Regions from separate parts of the Mus musculus genome. Here region 2 is linked to region 1. Evidence: chromatin contacts called from public ChIA-PET data. All regions are on one chromosome and are shown on one strand. Each heading gives the region's core, a stretch centred on a gene start, on an enhancer-like site or on the middle of the called end of the contact. The rest is flanking DNA. Distances are from core to core; before and after follow the strand shown. Region 1 overlaps Trmt11 (tRNA methyltransferase 11). Region 2 overlaps Ncoa7 (nuclear receptor coactivator 7).

Evidence for each region. ChIA-PET counts read pairs in DNA pulled down with a chosen protein or histone mark.
Region 2: an RNA polymerase II ChIA-PET map of memory CD8 T cells shows a contact between it and region 1, with 9 read pairs. The contact joins two enhancer-like sites. A contact is called at or near these places in 2 of 115 datasets of contacts at active chromatin or transcription factors (effector CD8 T cells and memory CD8 T cells) and 2 of 9 other capture datasets (adipose tissue and liver).

Annotation. Positions count from the first base shown.
Region 1 is chr10:30,549,382-30,551,950 of GRCm38.p6, forward strand. All of the region lies in intron 11 of Trmt11 (tRNA methyltransferase 11), which reads right to left. Among named protein-coding and RNA genes, the nearest start is that of Trmt11, 50 kb to the right of the region's middle. Within about 2 kb of position 1,275, at least 20 of the 459 cell types and tissues checked have an H3K27ac peak or open chromatin away from gene starts, as enhancers often do. A contact at or near this core is called in memory CD8 T cells, where this site is marked.
Region 2 is chr10:30,717,864-30,720,432 of GRCm38.p6, forward strand. All of the region lies in intron 3 of Ncoa7 (nuclear receptor coactivator 7), which reads right to left. Among named protein-coding and RNA genes, the nearest start is that of Ncoa7, 84 kb to the right of the region's middle. Within about 2 kb of position 1,273, at least 27 of the 459 cell types and tissues checked have an H3K27ac peak or open chromatin away from gene starts, as enhancers often do. A contact at or near this core is called in memory CD8 T cells, where this site is marked.

The sequences.
Region 1 (2,569 bases), core at 25-2,524:
TATTTGGAGGTTGGTTTTTTATTTTGGACTCCCAACATTACTGTGAGAAACCTCCTTTCTCATTAGCCTCTTACAGTCCGCTGTATCTATGGACTGGCTGTAGGACACCTCCTACCCTATACAGTAATCCAAAGAGTCCGGCAAGTCGGGAGACATTTGCATAATTATGTATAATCTCCTGTATTCTTTAAATCATCTTTAGATTACTCAGAATACCTAACAGCAAGTTGGGAGACATTTGCATAATCTATGTATAATCTCCTGTATCCTTTAAATCATCTTTAGATTACTCAGAATACCTAACACAAATATAAATGGTACTTGCTATACTGAATTACTGTGAAAATGGTAAGAATAAAAAGTCTTAGGTTTAGTATGTGTAAAACTATTATACTCCAAATTCAATTTTTCATTGAAGATTGGCTGAATCCAGATATAGAAACCACAGGTATAGAGGACTAACTTTATATATGAATGACCAAATCAATGGAAAACATATGTCCAAAATAATACTGAAAATTTGAATAGTAGCTTAAAAACATCTTCAGTGTATACGGAATTCCGTATTAGTGGACTGTTTGCCAACTATTAAATCTGTACTTTGCCTAGACAATTATATTAATACCTAACTCTGATTTTATTACTGTTTCCCTGTAACTTAAGTTACCTATTTAAAACTGAAATCAGACCAAACAGGCAAACCACACAGATTTAGATCAGTGGTTGCTAAAGGCAGGAGGAGGGGTAACTCCACTTGGGGGTTTCTTTGGGAGTAAATGACGTTTCCTGTGGGGCGGTTGTCTTTATAGTGGGACGGTTGCACAATTTTGTGGAAATACTACAAACCACAGGAAAGAGAAGTGTATAGTGGGAAATGCATGAATGCAAATGATATCCAAGAGGTTTCTAAAAGCAAAACTAGTTATACACATAAGCCTCTAGCTCTTCCATGAGTCACTTCTCAGTCACTCTTCTTCCTATAAAATGTTAAGTTCTTTCTAAATGTTATATATTTCACCTCCCGCCTGAAAAACAGACTGCAAATTTACTGACCACTGAACTGAATCATTCTTTGTTTCCTAGATAAGGACAAAAAGATGTTCTCTTCCATAAATCTACTGAATACATTAAAATATATTCCTAAAATCTTGAGACATGTTATTAAGCTCCTTGGACATCATTTATATTTTATGTGTCTCCGTGTATGTTTGCTACCTGTGTGTGGGTTTCCTCAGAGGCCACAGAAGGCCCAGGGCTGGAGGAAGCTAGTGATGAGCAGCCCCGTGGAGGTTCTGGGAACTGACCTCAGGTCTGCTGGAAGAACAGCAAGCACTCGTAACTGGTAAGCCATGCTGCTAGCGCCCACACTTTATTTTAACTGATAATTTGAACATATGGTTATGGGATATAATAGAAATTTTTGATATATGTATGTTAATCATATTCCTTTTTAAAACTTTATTTCATGAACATGTGCATACAGGTGCCACACACACCTGCTGAGCTTGGAGAACAACTTTCAGGAATCTTCTCCTTCTACAACATGGTGTCTGTGGAATCAAACTCTGGGTCACCGGGCCTGTGCAACGTAGCAAGCCACCTTGCTGGCCTTGCTGTCACTTCTATCAGTAACACCAGCAGCTGGATTTCTATCTTCCACAAAGAACATTTCTAGACAGTTTAACAGTTGGCAAAAAGAAATTAGATAACAAAAGCTCCATGGATTTGTGGAACCTGAGCAAGCAAGTGGACTCACTCAGGAGCTCTGCAGCTCTGAGACGAATCTCTGCTCTGTTTCAGTTTCGTTTCAGCCAGAGGAAGCCATGAATATTAAACCCACCAATATCAGAATGTAGTGAAGAGACAACAGAGATCTAATAATGAGCATGGGAGGATCTGGAAATAACTGACACAAATCAACCAGTAGATTTCCACAGTACTCTTCCCACTTGAGCTAGCTACACAGCTGGGAGAAATCTATCCTCAAATGAAACGTCTACAAAGGAACACAAACTAGCTCTACCTTATTCCTGGCACTCACGTCTCGTTGGGGTACAGTCACCCCTGTTATTTGGTGATACTTTTTAGACGTCTCTTATGTGTGTAAACAATTTAAGCTTCTTCAGTTTTCACATGACTCTCAAACACCTCTAAGTGTTAGTTGCTCCTTTCCATATCCCTCCCCTTTCCTTTCTTCCATCTCTCCCCCCATTTAATCCCCTGCTCCAATCCCAAATGTGTGCCCTATTTCCCCTTCCTTGAGAGATTTCCCTGCCCCACCTTCCCACTTGTCTCTTACTCTGTACCTAACCTCTATGGTTATACAGTTTGTAGCATGTTCATCGAATGCTTAAACGGTAACCTAACATCCACATATGAGAGAAAACGTATACTATTTGTCTTTTGGGGTCTGGGTTACTTCAGTCAGGAGGACTTTTTTTCTAGTTCCCTCCATTTACTCGCATATTTCGTAATTTTATTTAACAGCTGAATAAAGTTCTGTTCTATAAATATATCAATATTTAGTCTTGTTTGGGCTTTTTGTGTGTGTGTCTTACTATTCTTTTGC
Region 2 (2,569 bases), core at 23-2,522, 170 kb after region 1:
TCTAGAAACATTCTGATATTTACCTACTTGGTGCTGTGCTAGGTACTAGATCTCAAATTATATGATACAAACTGTCTTAATATGATTACTTCCTTTCCTAATCTCTTCTCAAAAACAGAACAGAACATTTACAGAATCAGGACCATGTTGTTATAATGAGGCAATTCTAGTGACTCAGTCTCTCCATAATATTCTTTTGCATGTTATCACTGTATAAGGAGATAGCAATGACGTATTGCTCAAGGCTGCAAGGAGTCACAGATAAATCTATTTGAAAAAATAAAAACATTTTGTCAAAATATCCTTCTTTAGTTCTGGGAAATTACATTGTATATGCAGAATGGGCAACAATTGGAAGTAACTGCTTTCAACAAACTCTGTACTTGCATAATAAATATTCTTTTTACAAGGCCTTTGCTTTTGCTTTGTCATGCTATTAAGTTCTGCTTTTCCCTGTATGCTAATATTTGAAATAGTTCTTTAATGCATAAAATTCAACAAATAAAGGAAACAATCCTGCAGGGCATCATGGCACAAGGAGGCAGAGGAAGGTGAGTGTGAGGCCAGCTTGCTCTACATATTGTATCCCAGTATAGCCAGAGCTACAGAGTGAGACCCTGTCTTAAGATTAAAACAGACAGGCAGGCAGGCAGGCAGATAGACAGACAGACAGACAGACAGGTAGGCAGACTGCTTTATACTTTCTGTACCCAGATAGGTCAACTCTCACCTATACCTTTTTCCATTATGCACTGCTAAGTTCATGTTCTCTCTTAGCACCACTAGCTCATTTTGACCTCTGTTCCTGGGATCGCATCTTTTACATATAGATTTCACCTCACATCTGTAAAAAAGCAATAAACAGGCATCTCTAGGCCCCTTGAGAAAAATGACTTAGACTTTCAAAATCTCATCTCTAAACACAAAATCCTTCCTCATTCCTGAGTTCAAATTTGTCATGTACTGACTGCTCTTTTTCTTCCTCATGCACGATACTAATTAGCATATACTGTTCTACCTGTGAGCAGAATCTCTCCTCAGCACTTCATTTCCCTAAGGGCTTGTCTCTGATCAGTACAGCCTGCCTTCATCAATTCAGATTCGTCTGGGAAATAATGGCACTTCCCCCAACTTTCTTTGAGTTTTACCAGGCAAATCTAAATCCTTAGCAGACAAGATCCACCCACTGTCAAGTCCCCTCACTATCTGGCCACTTAGGAGCAACACCGAAAGAGGCAGTGTTCTCTAACAGGAATGACTCTTAGCTCAAGGTCTGATGCTCCCCCTAGTGGTATAGAACTACATCCTGGGATGGGACTCTGAAAGGCAACAGACTCTACGAGGCTAATCAAATCTGAGTGGGCTGAGTGGGCATTTGTCAACTATGGAACTATGGTCAAATGTGGTTAGAGCAAATGAAGCCCCACCCAGAGGTTTGATCCCAGCACTGGAGTCTCCTGATGAAATTCCCCAAATATCCAAACCAATGGCCATTACTGTCATTCTTGAGGGTTGATATAATGGCATCTCTTACTATTAACAAGGAAAACCACACAGCAATTTCAACTAAATGACTTCACTGTTTACCAATATCCTGTAGACTTATCCGGAAATGGAGCCAAATATTACAAGAGTATTCATTCATCTATATGTTTGATCTTCTACAGAATGCACATTTAAAACACATCTGTCAGGATAGGGAGGTAACTGAGTGAAGTGCTAAAAGACCTGAGTGCCAATCTCTATTATGTAAACTAAGAAAATGTCTGGCCTGGAGGTTGAGGCACATGCCTTTAATCCCAGCACTTAGGAGTCAAAGGCAAATGGATCTCTGAATTTGAGGCCAGCCTGATCTACAGAGTGAGTTTCTCAAAATCTACCCACTCCTCCACACATACATATACAAATCTGGAAGAATGGCCCATTTTTATAATCTCAGCACCAGGAGGCAGAGCTAGGTAGAACTTTGAGGCTTAGAGGCTAGCCTACCAGATGAGTTATAGGTCCGTGAGAGACCCTGTACAAAATACAAGGTAGATGGTGATGAATAGCACCCAAGATTGGTCTCCACTCACACAAATGAACACAGATATGTCCATCATATATGCAGACACACACACAAAGAGCACCTGTCAAGGTGGAGACACTATAGGGTCTAAATCATCTGCAACCAGAGAATGGTTACACTGCACTGAGATGGGACAATGCTTGTCAAGGTCATCCTGCACTGCACTGAAGTGGGCCAGTGCTTGTCAAGGTCATCCTGCACTGCACTGAGATGGGACAGTGCTTGTGAAGGTCATCCTGCACTGCACTGATCATCCATGAAAATGGTTGAGAACTGGCTTGGCCTGGACAGAGACAGGAAGGAAGTGTCAGAACAGAAGGTAACTGAACGTATTTTGTGAGGTAAGAGTGAGTAAGCAGGATAAAGACAGGGATGCCATTTTAAACTCAACAACACACTTTCAACAGATTCCCCTGCAGTAGAAACAAACAAAGCAAGAAGTCAATCAAAATAGGACTCAATACAACTTTCTTAATTCTCTTCTTCTCAGAAGTCGTGGAG